Regions from separate parts of the Mus musculus genome. Here region 1 is linked to region 2. The links are chromatin contacts, called in public capture Hi-C maps. All regions are on one chromosome and are shown on one strand. The core of a region is the stretch at or near the end of the contact, and the rest is flanking DNA. Distances in the headings are between cores, read along the strand shown.

What was found. Capture Hi-C pulls out chosen DNA fragments and counts their contacts.
Region 1: a contact with region 2 is called in a capture Hi-C map of macrophages, with 2.8 times the contacts expected there. The contact joins the promoter of Cyp4f14 here to the promoter of Cyp4f40 in region 2. A contact is called at or near these places in 6 of 39 promoter capture datasets (the 3T3-L1 cell line, the HPC-7 cell line, frontonasal cranial neural crest and 3 more), 1 of 484 Hi-C or Micro-C datasets (nephron progenitors), 1 of 115 datasets of contacts at active chromatin or transcription factors (intestinal villus epithelium) and 5 of 9 other capture datasets (adipose tissue, embryonic stem cells, liver and 2 more).

The regions. Positions count from the first base shown.
Region 1 is chr17:32,914,974-32,919,411 of GRCm38.p6, reverse strand. Cyp4f14 (cytochrome P450, family 4, subfamily f, polypeptide 14) reads left to right here and starts at 2,070. Exons shown (of 13, transcript NM_001204335.1): 1 at 2,070-2,267; 2 at 2,523-2,724. The coding sequence starts at 2,527.
Region 2 is chr17:32,657,225-32,662,211 of GRCm38.p6, reverse strand. Cyp4f40 (cytochrome P450, family 4, subfamily f, polypeptide 40) reads right to left here and starts at 3,326. Exons shown (of 13, transcript NM_001368735.1): 1 at 3,113-3,326; 2 at 2,529-2,727; 3 at 1-94. The coding sequence starts at 2,726.

The DNA of each region.
Region 1 (4,438 bases), core at 821-3,320, 260 kb before region 2:
GACTCAGAATAACCCCTGCTCACATCCCCATTCTTGCCCATCATCCCAGAAAGAAGTGCCCAAGTTCTAAAGATCAAGTGCTTTACAGCCCTGAGATACCTTATCTGTAAACAAGCCCAGCCCTACCACCACATATTGGCCACTTTCCCGGGCCCAGAGCAAGCAGCTAGATCTGAAATCAATTGGCTGCTCCAATCTAATCCAGCCCCTCATAAACCCATCCAGATCAGGAGCCAGGGGCAAAGACCCTAAAGAAGAGAGAAGAGACTGTGGGGAACATGGGAGAAGTTACCAAGCTGCTGGTGGTGGGGCTATAGGAAAGGGCTCAGGATGGGGCACGTACTTCTTAAGAATATTATAGCTTCAGGGAGCACGTGGTCCAGGCTATTTCTAGGCAACTGAGTCACTGGTCATGCCCATATGATTTAGATAGGTTTGAACTTTAATAAGTCTCTCTTCTCCTCCATGTCTTCCCAGACTAGCTTTCCTCCTCCTCCTCCTCCTCCTCCTCCTCCTCCTCCTCCTCCTCCTCCTCCTCCACAGAACTGTCTTCTCTTCCCCTCTCATCCCTTCCCTTGCATTTCTTTGAGTATTCCTTCCCCTCTCTGCTCTGTCCCCAGCCCAAGTAGTCCCTACTCCTGTCCACTGTCCCTGGAGGTGCTTGTTCTCCTCTGAGCTCTTGTAAAAGATAAGTTAGAAGGATGGGGTTGTAGCCCAGTTTATACAGTGCTTGCCTAGCATAGAAGAGGGCCCTAGGCTTAATCTCCAGTTCCACATAGACTGAGGATAGTGTAGCACACTTGTAACTCCAGCACTCAGGCTTGGAATTATGAGTTTTCAAAGTTTAAGTCATCCTTAGCAACATAGCATTAGACACTGTCTCCAAACTCAAAATACATAAATTAACGATCATAAAGAAGAATAAATATTAACTAAAGTGCTATTTGGAAAAGCGTTATTTTCTATTTAAGAAAAGGAAGGTGGTGGTGCATGTCTTTAATTCAAGAATTCGGGAAGCAGAGGCAGGTAGATCTCTGTGAGATCAAGGCCATCCTGATCTATAGAGCAAGTTCCAGAACAGCCAGGGTTGCTCACAGAAACTGTCTGAAAAAGATCAGAAAGAAAGGAAAGGGAAAGACTAAGAAAGAAGGAAGGAAGGAAGGAAGGAAGGAAGGAAGGAAGGAAGGAAGGAAGGAAGGAAGGAAAGAAACTAGAGAGATGACTAAGCAGTTAGAGTGTTTGCTACTCTTCAAGAGGATCAGTTTCACTCACCCATCCATATCAGGTGGCTCACAACCACCTGTAACTCCAGCTATAGGGGAGCAGATTTCCTATTCTGGCTTTCACTGGCATAGGGGTACATGCACGCACACACACACACACACACACACACACACACACACACACACACACACACACACACAGAGGAACAGCTTCATCTCCCCCTGGATGTCACCTCTTCAGGGTCTCTCTCAACCCTACAGGACTCCCCTACTTGGTGCCCTTTCCAGCTCTAACCATCCCAATCTCACTGCATTCTTGATCTTTAATATTGGACCTGAAAATCCCAACTGGGGATCATTCTTTGTTTCTGCTTCTAAAAGTACTGCTGAGGAGACTGGACTTGAAATCCACCAGGCTGAGCAGCTGGTGGGCAGGCTCCAATCCCATAGCCTTCTAATGCTCTACTGAAAATTGGTGCCTGCCATCCTCACAACCCATTTCGACAAGAGCTCAGGAGATGATTGGGAACCAGGTTGGCCACATCCTGATCACCAACCTTGTAGATTCCAAAGTTCACCCTTTTACTTAGTGTACCACGCCCTTGGAGGAGCAGGGATGCTGGGAATACATAACCCAGAGCCAACCTTGTCTCACCATAGTCCTAAGATTCAGATGTCCGTGTTTTTGCAAGCCTATGACAATTCTCCTTTGCGGCAGGCTGATCCTACCCCCATCTTGGCCACTTTCCCAGGCAAGGAGGAGGCATCCAGGCTAGGCAGGGATTGGCTGGCATAGAATGGCCCACCCTCCAAGCATCAAGAAGCAAGGGATAAAAGAGTCCCAGAGGAGAGGGAAGGTATGGTAGATGCCTGTTCCTGAGAGGAGGTGCCAGGCTGGGGGTGGTTATATTTTAGGGACCTAGCCTGGAACAGGGAGGGTAAAACTCAAGGCCAGGCCAGGGCAGAAGGCCAGCTGACCAAGCAAGAATGCCACAGGGAGCCAGCTGGCCTTGGGGATAGTAGTTTCTGAATAACTGAAGCCTGGTTAGTTTTGCATAATTTAGGGAGGTATTAACTCCAATCAATCTCTCTGCTCCTTCTTGCTTTGCTAGCTCTGGTTATTCCCCTCACCAGCATACCCCTCCTCCCCCTATTCATCTTCTTCTCCACTCCTGTACCTCTTCACCCAACATTTCCTTGGTTCTCAAGTCTCCTTTCTGCTCTATCCTCTGTCCAGTGTCTTGAGATTATTGTCCCTTTCCGGGACCTCAGTTACTCACTGCACATTTATTCACCCAGCAGGATGTCACAGCTGAGCCTGTCCTGGTTGGGACTGGGGCCCGAGGTGGCCTTCCCATGGAAGACCCTGCTACTGCTTGGGGCCTCCTGGATCCTGGCCCGGATTCTGATCCAGATCTATGCTGCCTATAGGAACTATCGTCACCTCCATGGCTTCCCTCAGCCCCCCAAACGGAACTGGCTTATGGGTCACGTGGGCATGGTAAGAATGGCAGGATGGGTGGGAGTGTCAAAGTGGACAGACTTTCGAGGGACCAGGAATGGGACTCGGAGTGATGGAGAAGGTTAGGTGATATTGACCTTTGGTGTGTCTTTCCAAGCCTTTCTCACCCCCTGTACTCTCACCATAGGCTGCTCTGGTATTTCTATCTTTCTCTCACTGAAGGATGCAGAGAGATTCTCATGGTGGGATATACAGAGTGAGAACTCCTGGCATTTCCTCAGTCTGCTGTTGGATTTGAGGTTCCAGAAGGACTGCGACTGTTTCTTTCCCTTTGTGTGAGCCCATCTCTGTCCTGTGGTTTTCTAGTATTGATCTTTGATCTCTCTCCTACACTGCACATAGGTGGGGCCCAGCTGGGCTACAGCAGAGCTGCAAGCTGACTTCCCACTGCCCCCTCCCTGGGCCACTTCCTCCTTCTCATGCTTTCCTTCCCTAAGATAGACAGTGGGTCCTGCCTTGCTACCTGGATAAAAGCTGTCCTTCACCCTCCCATGAACCTTCCTTTACCCCACCCTTTACTCCATACTATGGACTTTGATTTATATCTGCTCTTCCACTTAGGTGGCTTAGCCCTAGGTATTTTGCTTGCAAATGGCTCAATGTGGACTGTATATAAAGGTTCAGGATGCTCTGTCTGAGGCTGGTGGGCAGCTGGTGCTGGTGGATAGGAGCTGCCACTCTAATAGAGACATAGAGGTCACTTCTGTTCCCCTGGAGCCTGACTAGGGTAGAAGGTCCCCAGTGTGTGGCCCTTTGTTCAGGGGAGGAACTGGAGACCTTGTGGACCAGTCAGGACATGAAAAGTCATAGGTAGACAATATAACTTGTCCACTGGGGGGCCTGAAATGGACGCTTGGGGCTTGGGCATGGCTCTGGAAGAAACAAAACTGACAGATGCAAGGGTTCTCGTCATTCCTGCACAACCAGGACACTGGTTCACTTATGACAGAGACTGTGTCACTTCCAAAGGCTGTAGAAGGGACTCTCTGATGATCCTGGGAAGGCAACTTAGTTATGTTTTTTTTTTTTGGAGAAAACACACACACACACACACACACACACACACACACACACACACACACACACACACACAAACACACGAGTGATATATCGAGAAGTTCTGAGAACATTCTAAGAAAGTTGTCCTGAAGTAGTATTGTCATTGTGCTGACATCAGGGTCTGCAGACAGAAACCTAGTAGTCTACTGCTCACCTGTGCTACATGGTACTGATCGTTCTAATATACTAGTTTGTCCATCATGGTGCTACCTTGAACATTGTAGGTAATTTGTAGTATCATGGTATTTATGCATGTGAAAGTATCTAAACACAGAAATGTGTAGGGAAAATAACAAGCAATAGAAATTCCTTAGCTTCATTGCAGACTTAAGAGATCAAAGTCATCTGTACAGTCTGTCTTTGACAGAAATGTCATTATGCAGTGCACAATCATCTATACACAGTCATGTATACATACAGATACATATCTACACATATATGTAAAGTAAGGTAGAAGAAAGAGGGGTTACATTGCATTATGGGAATTGGCTTATATCTTTGTGGAGACTGAGGAGTACCTCAGTATGCCATCTGCAAACTGGAATTTCAGGAATAGAGGCTTTGAGCAACTCAGACTTGGAACAACAGTGTGAAAACCCAGGGGTGTATGGAGGATCAGGTGTAATACTGGAGT
Region 2 (4,987 bases), core at 2,077-4,576:
GAGGAACTATAGGGCCTAACCAGGTCATGAAGCCCTGGGGATAGGTGGTCACCAGCTCAGTCACCTGCTTCATGCCTTCTTCTGTAGGAGGGGACTGGGGAAAAAAAAGATAAGTGCAATCCCTCTTGACATGGCTCTTTTCAGGGATCAAATCGGCTGGATGCCCACATAAGCTGATGCAACATGACTTCTTGTTGCATCCGCAATATTCTCAGAACACAGTATTCACAGCAGTAGACTGAGTCAGGATGTCCCTCCCTTCACAGCATGGGTGGTACCATCCAACCCAGTGAGGATCCAAATGAAACAAGAGACAGAGGAAGGGGAAATTCACTCTTCCTGCCCAAGCTGGGACACTCAGCTTCTCATGCTCTCAAATAGCAAACTTCTGGTACTTGACTTTTGGACTCCAGCATTCATGTTTGACACTCCACTTTACACTGGGCCTTTGTTCTAACACTAACTTGCTACACCACCAGCTTCCTGGTCCTCCAAATTTGTGTGTGGTATTGTGAGATTTCTCAACCTCCTTTATTACTTAAGTCCAAACTTTATCTACATATCTATCTACCTATCTATCGATCCCTACCTTCTTCTCTTTCTCATTTGCATACCTGTATATGTTATATGTATATTGTGTTCATTCGCATATCTGTATAACTATGTATAGAATTGTGATGCATAATGATTTTTAAATTTAATTTAATTTTTCTACTTATTCATTTTACAATCTGCTCACTGCCCCCTTCCTGGTAACCCTCTCCCACAATTCTTTCCTTATCTTCCATCCCCTTCTTTGATAGTCTGCATGTACAACCTTGGTCACACAAAACTATAACACACCTGAAGATTATCTGTGTCTTTCAATTTTTACTATTATTGTTATGTTTAGTGTACATTTGGCTAAATAAATACCTTTATCAAAAAACTCTCTGCAATCTTCTCAATAGTACCGTGAGGTACAGGTTTGTATGCTGGGACCAATAAGTGGTCTCTCATAACCTAGATATGCAGTAGGCTCTGCCAAGATGGTTTGATTCAGTGTACTCTATAGCGATAGCCAAATGATGAAATCATCCAGCGATGAATTTTTAAAATTTGTCCCTATCACTAACTAATGCAAAATGATGTATCTGTGTGCATATGTAAGTGTGTATATGCATGTGTGTGTGTGTGTGTGTGTGTGTGTGTGTGTGAGTGTGTGCAGTTGTGTTGGGGTATGTTTATTTTACTGTTTGTGTGCACATGTGTGTTCATGCTTTGGTTCTGGAGCTCCGGAGATCACTAATATACTTCCTCAGCACCTGTAATATGTTTCTCCTGAAGCCTTTGTAGTGAACATGTGTCTGGATGTTGCAAGACATAGGAGTAAATCCCTGCTTCTTCTTGCTTTGTCTTTATCAGTCATGTCCTGGTATCAAGCCTGTAACTCATGGTCAATAGACAAGCTATATTGTCACACTGTCCACCTCAGAGAAGACTCCTTTGTCTTAAGAAAATTAATTTCTCAGGTGGACTCAATTTCAGCCCCAGAAAAAGCCTCAAGGCAAGGTCCTGACAGGGAAATGTGTGGACTGCACTGCAGGCTCAAGGTTTGTCCCTAAGATTTCTCGCACATGCTCTTCTGACTGCATACACCAAAAGTCTCCAGTTCCAACTAGGCAGAAGGGTTCAAACACTGGATGCTCAGCAGATGCCAAGATAGCAAAGAGGACCCCTAAGACTCCATAAAAGTGACAGCTCCCCAACAAGCAACCACCACCCACAAGGACTTGCATGCATGCTGTGAGATCTGAGAACTGTGAATGAAGCAATCAAGACCAAGTTAACCAAAGGAGAGAACGGTCCTATGTTACAGTCCAAATGCTGTGTAATTGTTAGGATCAAGGAAGATCACCAAAAGATGAGGCTTCTAGTCTAATCCAGGTTGTGCAGCAGACCTCAGTGATTAATCTTAGTAGAAAAGAGCAGTCTAAGCAAGATATGATTCAGGAAAGTGAAGCAAGGAGTCAGAAAAGAACTCGCCAGGGGCACAGGTGTGCTGGAGGTGTATGAGAAGGGCATAAAAATCCCTTCTGGAATAAAGCAGAAACCCAAAGATAGACTAGCAGAAAGAAATGGACCAGACAGGAAGCTGACTCTAAACCAGAACCCTTCAGGAGGCCTAAGCAGCAGAATGAATGTGAGGGGTCTTGGATCTATGAAGCCCATTCTGGGAGCCCTTCAGTGTGTACCAGAAACAGCAAAAGAGGCTAGAAATCAACCCAGAGTAGACTGGGAATAGAAAAACAGAAATCTGAAAAGAGTTTGAAATGTAGCACCCAAAGACCCTAACCCATTCTATCCTCAATTCCCATATCCATGAGGATCTCTGCACCCTCGCACCCCAGCCCCTAGCCCACCTAATCCCCGACTTTCTGTCCATATACCTCATACCCACATCCCGGGACATCCTTCTAACAAACTCCTTGACCACTGGGAGGTCCCTGCACCCTCATAATCCAGACTCATCCTGTTAACATACTCACCATGCCCAGGTGACCCCAAAACCAATTCTTCTTGGGTGGCTGAGGGAAACCACAGAGACGTTGACACTTTGCATACAAAGTGTATAGCTGCGTGAGGAACCGGGCCAAGAACCAGGAAATCCCAACCAAGAAAAAGAGTAGCCACGGTGAGGCTGACATGGGCCCCAGTCCTAGCCAGGATAAGTCCAGATATCGCATCCTATGAGATAGATGGTAGAATGTGAGTTCCTGAACCTCAGGGAATTGACAAGGGCACCCTGTAACAACGGACAGCGTGGGGACTATGGACCCCGATGTCAAATCAGGTGGTAGTGGAAACCCAATGTAGGAGAGAGGCAGTGAGATGAGGTATAAAGAGCAGAACAAGAGGCAGATGACAGAAATAAGAATATGAAGAGTGTCCCAAACTGCATGCATGAGACCAAGCTTTCCTGGAGTTGTTACCCAGAAACCACAGTGTCTCCAGGACAAGCTTGATCACTGTGATCATCCTGCTTCTGGCTCCCCAACACCACACCAGACATGATCAGGGCTCTCTCAAACCAGGATAGTACCCTGGAGCTCCACTTTCCCTAGCTTGGCACCTTCTCTCAGGAGTGGCGATTCTTCTGCAGCACCTCAATCTCTTTCTTCTGGGGCCTCTTTGGATAAGTGCCTAAAGGAAGCAATGGAAGGCTGGGCTCATGTGTGCCAGCCAAACCTTCCCAGATCTGACAGTTTCCTCCTGGCCTGGGCATGAGGCCAAGAAAGGAGGTTTAGTAAGCCAGCTGCACAGTGAAACCAAGTCAGGGTCACACTGAGCATGGAAAAGAGATCCTCAGGACTTAACTCCTCCCACATGAGGGAGGAGATAAGACTGGTATGGCCAAAGGCGACATTGAACCCCACCTTTATTGCCCCTCCTGCCCTTCCAAAGACAAGATATATTGTGTTTTTAAAAATCATTAACTTGGGACTTCAGGTTCCAGGAGACCAAGGCCAGGCATATCCCTAAATTTCTCTAGAGCTTCTATGCAAGTTTGTATGGGTGGAAGGCCTGTAGGATTTCTTGGTGCAGAACTGGGAGACTCTTGAATTTCTGTCTAGCTGCAGTCAGGCAGCAGTCAAACCCTACCTCCATGCAACACCGGGTCTTAGTAGACATGTTTCTTTAAGAAGCTGTTCAACAAGTGATTTCCCAGGTCAGATTCCAGGGATCAATAGCCCAGCTAGAAGAACACAGCTAGGGCTGGGCTGGGCTGGGCTGGGCTGGGCTGGGCTGGGCTGGGCTGGGCTGGGCTGGGCTAGGATATGGAGTGAGGAGGGAAGGTATGTGAGAGCAAGGCTAAGATGGGCTAGCAGCAGATGGGATCCAGGCAGAACAGGTCAGGGCCCTTCTTGTTCTTCTGTGAAAAATGGACAGCATTTAAAATAATGTTTACTATTCTGTACATTGGTTATTATACATTTTTTAAAAAGCTGTATATCATCAACCTTGGTGCCTAGTAAAAGACCACATGTCTGCTTGTGAGACATCAATGTACTTTAGTATGAAGATGCACATGCAGACCATGCCTTTCCTATTTGACCAGCTGTGGCCAGCACTTAGACTGTGCTTTCCATTACTTTTGTGAAAGAATGAAGACATAACCAGGCAGAGGTAAGAGTCTTAGTTCCTTTGCTACACATCAGGAATATGCTAACTTCAACCATCCCTTGTGCATCCCCTAACCCTCAGCAGCCTTTAATGAAAGCTCAGGCTTGGCATCAGAGAGCCCCAGACAAAGTGAGGCTCTGCCATTCACCAGTCCTATGACCTTGAGCAACTGAGCTGACCATCTGGGCCTCACACTCCTCAACAACGTGGCCATGAAGAGGTGAGGATGCTGGAGCTTGCTGACATGTGTTTTATTTTGTGTTCCCCAGAGGTCAAACTCTTCTTTTGGAGGTGACCCTAAGACTCAACTCTCAACTGCCATGCATCTCTTTGGAAGGCAATCCCAAGAAACAACAGCAGCACTGTGAAGAACTGGAATGGGAAGAGGAGACAGGAGTCAAAAGCTGCTTGCTGAGGGAGGTGTGCACCATGATCGTTGGGGCTCAGCTTGATGGAAGATGGGGCTCTTGGAGACACAGTACTGAGCATGCTTCTTAGGCATCCCACCCAGACCAAAGGAACATGGACGTTTATCTGCCCATACCTACCCCCTTAGAATTTGGAATGTGTAGGCATGTTACTGTGCGCTGTGTAATTCAATCTTGATTTCTATGCCCCCATATCTGGTTGCAGTCTGTATTCTAACTATCTCCTGTCTCAATGTTGTAAAAACATTGCTCCTGAATTATTCCCCGATTTGTCAATAAAATCTGATGAATAACTGGTCAGGGGAGAGGATAGGGCAGGACTTCCTTCCAGGAAATGGGGCAGGAGAGAGAAAAAAATGAGAATTAGTCACAGGGAAAGAATCCAGGAGAGACCA